Regions from separate parts of the Mus musculus genome. Here region 1 is linked to region 2. A link is a contact called in public Hi-C data. All regions are on one chromosome and are shown on one strand. The core of a region is the stretch at or near the end of the contact, and the rest is flanking DNA. Distances in the headings are between cores, read along the strand shown. Region 1 overlaps Gm40876 (a long non-coding RNA gene). Region 2 holds the start of Gmds (GDP-mannose 4, 6-dehydratase).

The links. Hi-C and Micro-C count contacts between places; a contact is called where the count stands out from the background.
Region 1: a Hi-C map of myocytes shows a contact between it and region 2, with 1.7 times the contacts expected there. The contact joins the enhancer-like site here to the promoter of Gmds in region 2. A contact is called at or near these places in 2 of 39 promoter capture datasets (hippocampal neurons and liver), 1 of 484 Hi-C or Micro-C datasets (myocytes) and 1 of 9 other capture datasets (liver).

Annotation. Positions count from the first base shown.
Region 1 is chr13:32,475,004-32,480,954 of GRCm38.p6, reverse strand. All of the region lies in intron 1 of Gm40876 (a long non-coding RNA gene), which reads right to left. Among named protein-coding and RNA genes, the nearest start is that of Gm40876, 13 kb to the right of the region's middle. Within about 2 kb of position 1,679, at least 84 of the 459 cell types and tissues checked have an H3K27ac peak or open chromatin away from gene starts, as enhancers often do. A contact at or near this core is called in myocytes, where this site is marked.
Region 2 is chr13:32,335,244-32,341,877 of GRCm38.p6, reverse strand. It overlaps Gmds (GDP-mannose 4, 6-dehydratase), which reads left to right and starts at 3,334. Exons shown (of 11, transcript NM_146041.2): 1 at 3,334-3,496. The coding sequence starts at 3,395.

The DNA of each region.
Region 1 (5,951 bases), core at 430-2,929, 140 kb before region 2:
GTCCCAGAGCTTAAGTGTGGAAATACTGATTACTGTTTCGCTGGATAGAGAAAGGACACCTTGGAATAAAGGCAACAGAGTTGAGATGCAGAAACTCCACACCTTTACTAACTAGGGGAGTGGCAAAAGGACCAGTTCTAATGTCCTCCAAGGCCTCCAGCAGCAGCTTTTACTCCAGAGAGGCAAGGCTTGACAGCCCTCTGGGGGTCTCAAGTGAAGAGGCAAACACTGTCCCATTAACCAATACCCCCAGCCTGAAAGCAGAGCCCAGAAGAAGCAGACTCAGGGTCTATAGTGTCCATCCCAGATGGCCTCTTTCTGAGCTAGACTCATGGAGAAAGGGATCCTCTAACCCTTACGTCCCCAAGGCCAAAAAAAAAAATAGTCTTTATAAAGGAAGGAAAGAAGAAAGAAGGGAAGAGAGCAAAAGAGAGAGAGCTGACATGCGGGAGGGCAGGGAGATAGATGTTCCTTGGCCCCACATCACCATAACACTAGCTTCTAATTTCTAGTTGTCAGGATTCATCTCCTGTAGTATAGAAGCTGAAGGGAGCACGTACCCATCTTGAGAGAGACCCCACAGTATCTCCAGATGTTTTGGGTTATCCTACAGGGAGGAGAAAAGCCTGGGCTGAGATTAGTAAATATGCTCATTCCATGAAAGGAGGAAGGTCACCAAGTGGGAACAGCTTCTACGCCTTTGGAAGTATCATGTTTCAACGGAGGAGCCAGGAATAAGATATCACTTGTTAACTCTGCTAATCCAGTAAGTAGACATCGGACAACTGAGCCATTATTTGGCACACTCTGCTCAGCATCCCCTGACAAGGAAACAATGTCCTGCTGGGGTTAGGTGTGGTGTGTGCTAAGATGACATAAAACTTTCAGCACCTTTAGAAGAGGCTGATTTTTATTTTAGAGAATGGCATACACTGAATCAGTGGGAAAGAGAAACTGTGGCCTCCCATCTCCTTCTCAGGAAATACATTACTAGGAAATTAGTGGATGGTTTAGATGGTGGCTAGGTAGTTATTTTCTATTAAATACACTCCTAGAACATAGTTTTCAGTGTGTGTGTGTGTCTGTTTGTGTGTCTGTGTATGTCTATGTGTCTATCTGTTCATCTGTCTGTCCATCTGCCTATCTGTGTGTCTGCCTGTGTATTGTCTGTGTATCTGTGTATTCATGTGTGCGTGTGTGTTGTGGTTTTCTCCCTAACTAAATTTCTCGGAATCGTGGAAATGCTCTTTCAACTAAAAGGGTGTTTCTGTCCCAGATTCTCATTGTACTGATTAGAAAACCCAAAACCTGGGCAGGCGCCAGAGACACATGAGCATGCAATTTTATGTAGCAGCATAGCCAGGACTGGAAATATGGCTGTATTTAGTAACACCAGACACTGCCAAGTAGCACCAGTAATACTGACACAGGGGCGACATCCTGGCCACCTTAGAGTTCTGCCATTGCCACATCTCACCTAAGCTTTGGACTAAGGGAAGCTGCCCTTTCTTTTCTCCAAGCATTCCTTCACCATAAAGTTTGAACAACGTTGAGGAATGAAGGACAGGAGATGGGAGCCAGAGGCCTAGGTCAGATCCCATGTGGAGTAAGACGGATATATGAGCTGAAGTTCCTGGAAACCTGAGCCCTCTGTAGCATTGTTCTGCATGACTTACAGGTGACTCACACAGACTGGCCAGAGCTGGCTGGCTGTACTGTTCTTCCTCATTCCCACAACACAGGACAGGGCATGATAGGTAAAGACAGAGGGTGAATTGAAAGTACAGGTTCAATGGTTCCTTTCTTCGGTGCCTGATCCCCTGACAGTGACTGGCTTACTAGGAAGTATGAAGCTGACAGGAGAGACGAGCTGACAGATGGAGTGAATCAAAGGCTAAACCACAATCTAGAAGCCAGGGGCAGGCCCAGGAGACCATGGTGTATTTGCCAGCTCTGTGGCATCCCTAACTTCTCTTTCCATGGGACTCATGATCGACATGTGTTATTTTGCCCTGCCAAGTCTTTCTTCTACAAACAGTACTTCACTTCTCCTGGGGGGGGGGGATCCCTACGCTAGGGCCAGGTATTTTGAGGGTTGGTTGGATACCCAGCTTTTGGGATTTGGAACACATAATGGACCACAAGAGCATTCTAAATGCCTGGCCTCAGCGATGGGCTTAGGGTGAGTTAACTGGCCAACTCAAGTCAAAGAGACTCTCCCTGGGAAATGTTACTGGAAAGAAATTTCTACCAGCCATGAAGGCAATATGAGTCCGCAGCACTCTATATAAGCATAAAGCCAAGAAGTACAAAGGCAAAACTGAGGTACAGAGGGCAGAGGGAAGAGAAAGGGCATATCTAAATGACTTCACTAATGCCTATTATGGTTCAAGTATGTCTCCCAAATGTTTGTGTGTTGCAAACTTAATTCCCAACATAATTTTAAATGTATGTGTTTGTAACATATAGAGCCTGGGACCCTAGGAAGGTGATTAGAGTAAATCCAGGGCCTGAGAGGAGTGATGCCTTTCCATGAGTGACGGTCTATCTCCTTATCTAGCAATAATGTGTTAGCACATCTGCTCTCTGGCCATTGGATGCCCCCACACGTTATTTATGAGGCTTTTGAAGATACAGCTGCTATGCTCTTGAAATTCCCAGACCACAAAACCATTCTATCGTATGTGTTCACGTAGATGCATGAATGTGTATAGTATATGTGTATGTGTGCACGTGTGTGTTCATGTTGATGTGCACACATGCTTGCAGAGCCAGGGCATTGTGCTGGCTGTCTTCCTCAGTCATTTCCCATCTAATTTTTCGAGACAAGGTCTCTCACTGAAACTATAGCTCACTGATAGGCTGGCTCAACAATGAATCTCCAGGAGTCTACCTATCTCTAGCCCCCCTGGCTCTAGGACTACAGACAGGGACCTCCATACCCAGCACTGGGAATCCAAACTCAGATCTTCATACTTTACTGTGACTGAGCCATCTCCCCAGCCCTAAAATTCTATTCTTTGTTACTCATTCAGTCTCAAGTATTTTGTTACAGTGACAGAGAAAACAAACACAAAGTCCCAGAATTCACTGTGCTCAGGAGAACATTTAACAGAGTCAATCTATCTCTTTCTCTTCCTTCTTTTCTCTTCTCTTCTCTTCTCTTCTCTTCTCTTCTCTTCTCTTCTCTTCTCTTCTCTTTCTTCCCTTCCCTTCCCTTCCCTTCTCTTTTCTTTCTCTTCTCTTCTTTTCTTTTCTTTATTCAGTAGTAACATTCTTTCACTTGACCAAGCTAATAAAGGTGTCATAATGTTAGCATCCACACATATCTGTAATAAAGGACAGGACATTTCTGAAGCAATTTCAAAACTTCTTAGAACAATAGAAAATGTTAAGCCTAATTCCACCAAACACCAGTGGGACTGCTTTCTGGCTAAAGATATCCTCAACCTTGCATAGGCGATCCCTACTTAGAGGTGAAAACACAATAGCAGCCTCCAGTGTGTTCCTGATTTCAGAAGAACATGAACTGTGCTGTGGCAACACACATGTAGAATATGGCAGAAGGTCAGAGAAAGGCTACTTAACTGAACCCAAAAGAAAAGTCCCAGAGACCAATTACTAGTTAAAAAGAAGAAATAGAAAGACTTGGGAGAGGGGGACAAGAGGGCTCAGGGTGGAAAATGTTAGATTTGAGCCATGTGATGATCATCTGAATGGTAGTGTCTAGATGGCATGCACATACTCTGCTCTAAGAGCAAGGCTAAAAACATAAGTTGGGAATGTCAAACTTGGAATGAATGCTATTTGGGCAACAGGTAGTTAAGACCACTCCCAGATGCAGGTGATGTTAGCCAGAGGAAAGAATTGGAGAGAAAGACTACAGCACATATCCTTGCAGGGCAGGCACATTTAGAGATCAAGAATGGCTCCAGGAAAGGAAAGGAAAGGAAAGGAAAGGAAAGGAAAGGAAAGGAAAGGAAAGAAGAGAAGAGAAAAGAAAAGAAGAGAAGAGAAAAAAAGAAGGGGAGGGGAGGGGAGGCGAGGCGAGGCGAGGCGAGGCGAGGCAAGAATAAAGAAACAAACAGAGGGAGAGGGAGATATGGAAGCAGAGGGAGAGGTGGCAGGAGAAAGAAAGCCAGTAGGAACTGTCACTGAAGACAGGAAAATATAGAACTTCCAAAAATGAAATTCATTGGCAAAATCAAGAACCACAGAAAGGTCATAGAGTAGGAACAGTGAGTGTTAGTGTCCAGTGTTAGAGATTTTCCTTCCTCAGCATGACAATGCCACAGCCTACACTGAATATAGGGAACAGTGACCCTCCAGAAATTCCCTACCTCTCCCAAGAACACAGTCTCTTTTCCTCTCCCTCTCTTCTTCTCTCTTCCCTCTCATCCTTCTCTCTCTCCTCTTCTGTCTTCTCCATGCCTCATGGATATCTGTTTGAACCCCGCGTGGTATAGTTTATCTTTAAGGGAGCATCTACCACACTGAAGGAAATATTTTCTTCGAACAGTTTCCTTTCTTACTGGATATGAGCTCCTCTAGGTCACAATTCTGTATTGTTCTTCTTTTTCCTTTAAGCTACTGGGAAAGGAAAGTAGCAAAATGCACCATGCAAATCTAGTTTTTCATATTTGTTCATTTTCAGAGGTTCACCCAGGTCTGGACAAATACATTTCTAGGACCCCACATGCCTGCCCTGATCCTTCTTACCCAATATGACTAGAGATATTACATTTTTGAGCCATCTGAAAGACATCCAGATGGTGATGTACAGCTAGCATGGCTGTATGCAGTACTCCAAGTGAGAATGGAAATTAGTGGGAGAGATGAATTTGAGCTCAATGCTACTGAGCCAGGGGAGGGCAGAACTAGGCAATCATGGTAGATTGGGTTTTTCTGGTTTTAAATTTACGTACATGGAATCATAGAATCTATAGCCTTTTTAGATATTAACTTTCACTCAACATTTATCATACCACATCCTTCACATTGCTGTGTACTGAGTGTCACTGTTTGTACCCTGTCTTTTGTAGATAGAGTGTGGCTATGAAGAACAATGTTGCTATTACCACTCTGTTCCTTTTGGTTTTTTGTTTTTTGTTGTTTTTTGGGTTTTGTTGTTTTTTGTTTTTTTAGCAGAGATAGAACTCATTGTGGAAATGCAAGATCAGAAAGGGAAGTCCTAATTCTATCTTGGATCTTTTAGTCTCAACAAACCCTGGCCAGTTGACTACATATCTAATAGGTATAATTGCCCTTAATATTGTAAACAACTTTCCAACATTACTCTTGGAGAAAGATATGGTGATGTCCAGTTGTGTCTTGTAGTATCACCTTCAAATGTTTTTTAGATTGCTTCTTGAATATAGTATCAAAATTTCAAAATAAATAGGTCCAATTTTAAATAAATCAAAATACAATGGCGTGGAATATAGGTTAGTAGAGGAACACAGACCTAGCATCTACTATACCCTGAGTTTGACCACCAAAACTATCAAATGGGGTAAAATAGTCAACACACACACACACATGCACACACACAAATGCACGCACACACACTCAACAAATACCCTACCCAGCCCCTGTAATGAAAAGCACAAATACGAAGAATTCCTTTTCAAAGTCTCAGGATGACCAGCAGGAAGATGGAGCAGACCAGGGAAGGGAAGGGATTCATATTCTCGCCCTAGAAGGACATCTGGGTTAATACCACGACTTTCACACACACAAAAACACATCCAAGCCAGGCCGTTAGCAAATGCCCCCAGGAGGAACATGACAATCAAGACATCAGGTTCTGTTTTGCTTGTGATAGCTGCTCCAGTTTTCACTGGCTGGAAGTAAATGCTGGTGGAATATGAGGAAAGGCTGAGGTGCCCGTCTCCTCCTCTGGGCACAGACACCATGGATTGACATTAGCTGATGCTTGCCTGACTCCATCC
Region 2 (6,634 bases), core at 2,085-4,584:
AAGGAGAATTACCCATATATGTTCTTTACAGACACAAGCATTTCATTAGTCAGCAATTTCTAGAGGAACAGAATGGATGTATAAGATAGAAATAATTTTATTAGATAGGCATACGCGATAGGGGCTAGGCAGTCTTACAATGGTCATCTGCATGCTGGATGGGGTGAGAACCTGCTAACTGTTCAGTCCATGAAGCTGGATGCCTCAGTAATTCCCACCTAAGGTGTCAGGCAAAGTAGCACTGCTTTTTCTGTGGAGTTCTTTACATCTGGATGGTGGCTGAAAGGTGCCACACACTATGGGGGAGGGTCTTCTCTATTCAACTGACCTTTCCTGGAAATGCCCTCATAGACCTGCCTAGAAGCAAATCTTTTAGAGTGATTCCAGATCTAATCGAGGTGACAAGATCAATCATCACAGGATCGACCGGCCAGTTGGTTTAAGGAAGACATTCACTGCCAAGCCTGACAACCTGAGTTCAATCCCTGGACCTTACATGGGAGAAGAAAAGAGCTGACCTTGTCCTCTGACCTCTACAGGAGCACCCTGTGTTCCAGGCACTCCCACCCTACACAAAAATAAAAATATGTAATTAAAATAAGACTGACCACCACAAGCGCTGTAGTGCTAACTTCATGGTAAACAATGCAAATTTGGTTGATTGGATGCAAGTTAAAAGGATATAGAGAACAGACTGTATTGATACGATGAGTCAGCTGGGCTGGTAATCATAGGATGTTCAGCAACAGACCCATTCACTCTTTAATCATTAAATATCAATAGTGTTACAGTAAAAAGTGTCAAATGTCTTCTAGGTTACGAAGTCTCCTACAGTTATGAATTACTATGCTACACTAGCACTCTCCCTCTGGCTAATAGAAATCTCATGTTGTCCAGTCCCTATGCTGACTGCACACATTCCCCTAAGGTTACTGGGGAATTACAATGATGCCCACTACCAACTGTCTTCCATGCTTCCAAACCAAACCAACAAGAAAAGTCTTTCCCCTTTGTCTGTAAGGAGATGTATTGTGTCTCTCTATTATTTCATATATTGAAGTGTAAGACTTCATCACCTCAAGACTGAGTCTTTAAAAAAAGGCAATGGGGGGGGGCTATAGTTTAGTTGGTACAGTATTTGTTTAGTATATACAATATCCTTGGTTTGATCCCTGGAACCACATAAGCATGGTGTAGTGGTCCATGCATATAATTTGAGTAAGCAAGAGGTAGGGGCAGGGGGAAAGAAACTTAAAGTCATTCTTGGCTATATAATGAATTGCAGGCCAGCAGCCCTGGGCTACATGAGACCCTGTCTAAAAATAAAACAAAGGAAACCATAAATAAATAAATAAATAAATAACCAAAATCACAAAACAAAAAACTTTATAAAAATAATTAAAACAAAAAGTAATTGGTAATTGGATACCTTTTATTTTTAATTACTTTGTTTACTATTTTTTTCTTTTAAATGTGTGGCCGAGGAGAGCTTGTAGGACTTCATTCTCTCCTCCCAGTATGTGGGTATAGGTATTAGATTCAGGATGGCAAGCGCCTTTACCTACCAGGCCATCTGGCTGGCTGGGAGCTATGGTCTTTAAATGGAAATTAAGGTAATGTGGGGTCATTAGGGTGGTTCCTAATGAAAGGGAGTCACTGTCCTTACAATAGGAAATTGGAACGCAAGCACATGGAGAGGAAGTGTGTCATGACCAGATGCAAGGTGACATCTACAAGCCAGGAGACAGGCCTCAGAGGAAGTCAACCCCGATCTTGAATATCCAGATTCTAGGATGGTAATAAAGGAAATACCGGTTGGATGTTTAAGGGACACAGTTTTTTATTTCTGACAGTTTGCAATATCTTCTTTACTATTTTTGCATTTCCAGGCCCTAAAAAATATTGGTTTTATTTGTTTACTTTTGTACTATTGGGCATCAATCCCATTAGGCAAGTGCTTTACCACCAAGCCATAGCTCAGCACATCCAATACATATTTGATTTTTATGATTTTTTTCTGTTAAATTTTTTACTAGACAGATAAATTCCTAGTATTCATTAGTATGATAGAAGGTGTCAGACCTACAGAACAAATGGGACATATCTCTCCTAAGTATTCATTTTTTTCTATTTATCCTTACATTACAACATATTTACATAAAACTAAATCAATAGTTAAAGATCATCTAGATTTTAGACATTTCTTGCCTTAAGGAATATATTTCCCCAACTTCTAGGTCTCATTTTCCATATAGAATGCGCTAGAGGAAAGGTAAAAATATTAAACCAGACAAGCCTATGTATAAAGTTTGGAATGTTTCCGAGGAGTTTGGGCACTCTGGTTTTGGAACTACAGGTTTGTATCATATCTAGCAGGTTCTATTGGGCCCTGTCCTAGTAGCTCAGTTTGCAAAGGGAAAGACGGTTTGAGGATGTTTATTGGAGAGATAAGCTGGACAGTATGTGTGTACGTGTGTATGTGTGTGTGTTTCTTCCCTACACCCTTGTCCCTATGTCTGAGTCCTTTGTCAGCCTTTCTCAGTCAGTGAATCTGTCAGTGTGCATGCACTAAATAGAAACAAGTTCAAAAGACACTGCAACAACCCCACCTCATGAAATTTGTACAGGTTTTACTGACCTGTGGATTTTTGTCAATTGTTTCCTTATGCAGGATGGGGGCGGGGCCAGAAACTTCCAGCCCTCGAAGTAAATACTGTTCCTTGAACGGAATTACCGGGAACCCCCAAACTAGTCCAAACATTAGCAAACTGCTAATGTTCACAGAAGATTCACAGGTTAGAGTAGCCTTGAAACTCTAGTGCCTTCGAGAAATGTTAAAACTGACCTGCTCACAAAGACAATGAAGCAGATTTCTAGAAATTTAATAAGGTCGATGACTCCAGCCTTGGATACCTAGATTTGGATTTCAGAGCTCTTTCCTACCGAGAAGGTCAGCTCGTCATTCCTCCTGGCATCATGGGGCGATATGAGGATTCCCGGAGACCGAGGCCCATGCAGGCCATATCCTCTACTCTGACCGCAGACTTACATCCTTCCTCTTCCAGGGGCCCGGCGCCCTCAGGCCCCGCCCCCAGAGAGGCGTGGCTCAGCGCGGAGACCCCGGCAGGGGCGGAGCTGTCGGGGGCGCTGCTGACGCGTCGCTGCTTGGGCGAGTGACGCGGCGCCAGCCAGGCCTCAGCCCGGCTCGCGCCGCCCGCCCCGACTAAGCTGGCCCGCCCCTCGCTCCACGCCCGGCCTCCCGCGCGCCCTGTCAGACCGTGGCGGCCGCTGCAGCTCCGTGAAACGACTGGCGCGCGCACCCTGGTCCCTGCCGGCCCGCGGCTCGTTCCACTCCGCCTTCCTCTCGGCCGCACGCTCACCCGCCTGAGGCGACATGGCTCAAGCTCCCGCTAAGTGCCCGAGCTACCCGGGCTCCGGGGATGGCGAGATGGGCAAGCTCAGGAAGGTGGCTCTCATCACTGGCATCACCGGACAGGTGAGTGCGGGGCGGGGACGAGCGGCCTGTAGCCCGGGGGCACGTGGGCCGCCTCCCCGCGCAGGGCCGCTGTGCCACCGGGAACTGCGCTCCACGAGTCCCGGAAGGTGTGAGCGGCTGCGGGATGGGACAGCTTCAGCCCCAGCAGCATGGCTCTCTGATCCTTCTGGGGGTGTGAGCTGGTGGTGCTAAGCAACCGGACCACTCTGCTCCACCTGTCCCCTGGGTGACTGTAGTTTCTTTCCTGGAGCCCAAGTGAGCTCTTGGAAGGAATTTCGTACTTTGTAGATCCTGGTGCAGGGAAGGAAAGGGGCGAGGAATATGTCAGTATGTGGAGTCCCAAAGTGAGACCGACTTTTCTAATTCCAAAGGCATGAACTCCTTGGGTGAGGTAATTAGGCTGTGCTGTCTTGAATGTTGGGACCCCATGGCCTATGCTAGGCATGACTAATTTATGACAGTCATCTCATAGAGGTATGGCAACAGATAAGGCTAACCACTGCCTTGTCAAGTTGTGTAGAGTGAGATTCAGGGGTGTTGAAGTAATGTCCTTGTTACTTGCTGTAGGGCATCTGTTTTCTGTGTATCCCAGGACATCTGATGGTGGTCAATGCTAAAGCGAAGATGGTAAAGATGATAATAAAGCTAATATGGCCCACACCAGCATACTTACCATATCGGAGTTACTTGGTTAATACTGACTAGTTAGCTTCCATACAACAAAGTCCTTATTTCCAGTTTAAGATTGAGGAAAATGAGTTTGAATTACCTGAAGCCCAACAGGTAGGAAGTGTATTGTTGGGGTTGGAAGTGGTCTTAAAGTTCTCTCGTTTTACCAAAGAGCAGATACACAGTTCCCAGACATTAGACTATTTCAGTTACTAGCTACTGATCATTCTTTCAGTTATCATTGCATCTTGTTTAAGGTACTTTCGATAAATAAACGTTTACCAACTAGTAAGATAGAAGAGGTAGGAAAAGGGTCCAGGGTTGAGGATAAAAACGTCAAGTCAGGGACTCCTCAGGGGTGCTCTACCATAGAACTGTGCACCCCCCCCCATGTCACCTCTCTTTTCTAATGCTAGAGATCTTTCAGATGGTTCTCTTTTCCCAAGTTTTCAGACTGGTTCTTAAGCCCAGATGTTAACTGCATTCACATACTCTCTAAAGTAAACTTTCACTTAGTATTATCAAGAAATTGAGTTAGGATGTTGTGTGCCATGTTAGTATGGCGTATAGCAATGTAAGCGGCCAGCATTTTGTATCAGTGCAGCTTAGAAGTGGAATCTCATTAAATAGTTGAAAACTGTTGTTTGGTAGATACTTCATGGGAAGGAAGCCTTGGAAGTGCCCACCACTCCTACCCCCAGCAAGGATTCTCCTGAAGTACTATCAATACTTAAAAATACCACTTCCTGACCAGGAGTTTTGGGTTTCTCATTTCATTTCAGACTCCAAACACCTGCTGTGCTTTCAGGTTTGAAAACTTAGATGCCTTTGAGCTCTGCCCTACTACCCATCACTTCCCTGACACATCACCTCCTTGACACTCCTCTGTATTTTTTTCCTTGCTTGCTTGAGTTGACCAGGTTTGTCAACAGCTTTAAGAAAAGATTTTCTCATTTTCATCCTAGTTCCTCCCACACGGCTTTAGGTAGTGGGCCTTGAAAAATGTTGACTGACTTTCACTACGAACAGAATGCATTTTTAATGTTCATCTGTAGTGTGCAGGCCTTTTGAGGCTGCTCTGGTACAAGCTATGTAATATATATCCTGTCCCTACTAAGATCTTTGAGGAGCTGAAGACAATGCATATGAAAAGGCAGCGCCTGTAGAATAGTATTACTCAAGACTGTAAGGGAAATTACAGTATGAGTGAGTATTCCCTTGTGCTTTTGCCAACTTGACATAAGTTAGGGTTATTTGGGAAGAGAAACCTCAGCTGAGGAAAATGCCTCCATTGGATTGCTTGTAGGCAAGTCTGTAAGGCTTTTTCTTGATTAATAATTGATATGGGTAGGCCCAACTCATAGTGGGACTGATAGGGACTCCTGAGACAGGTGGTCTGGAGATGTATAAGAAAGCAGGCTAAGCATTTCTCCATGGTTTCTGTTGAGTTTTTGTCTCTAGTTCTTGCCCTGACTTCCTTCAGTGATGGGGTATGACCTGAGGACTGTAATATCATCATGGCAGGGAGCATGGCAGTAGGCAGTTCTGGTGCTAGAGAAGTAGCTACATCTTGATCCATAGGCAGAGACAGAGACAGAGACAGAGACAGAGACAGAGGCAAAGAGAGAGAGAGAGAGAGAGAGAGAGAGAGAGAGATATCGTAGTGAAACACTGTCTTCTAGAAGGTTATATGTCTTAATTCTTCTCAAATAGCATCACTCTGTGACTACTAAGCATTCAGATATATAAGCCTACGGGGGCCATTGTAACTCAGACCAACCACCACAGTATCTTACCTGTCCTTGTGATTCTGAGTGGCTTTCTTTGTGTTATAGAGTCTATATATGCCTATCTAATGTGCTCCTGGAGCTGAATGTATTTTAGTATTGAGGAAGGAGTGCTGGGGATAGAGCTTTCTCAGTTTGTTATGGTTCTGGTCCTTGCCTATCCTTTGAAACAGGCTCTTATAAATCTTTTGCTAGACAAAAACCATTACTAGGTGTGTAGGCAAACCAAGATAATTTGGCTGTGATTCCTTGGCAGGAGTCTAATATAAGGAGTGAGGCATACCATTTACCTGTCAGCATTCTGGATGCTTGGTAGGTAATTATTTGGGCCAGGGTTCAGGAGTCATGAACTTTAGTAGAATGATTATGGAAGACTAACATTTTATATAGTTTGTATCACGTGACCCCAGATGGTACCTAATTTTAGAAACTATGTTTGCTGATCTCAAGAAATTTCTTTAAATGACAGTGTTCACTATGCAGTGCAGGCAGACCTGTAATTCACTTTGTAGCCTAGGCTGGCCTCAAATTCATAGCAATCTTCCTGCTTCGGCTACCTGAGTGCTGTGTGTAGTATAAATTTACAATCCTAATAAGCCTGTATAAAAGACACACAATCCAGATATTTTATTTATAAGTCTATGCCTAGATTGGGCATATCTAGGGCTACACTAACTTATTT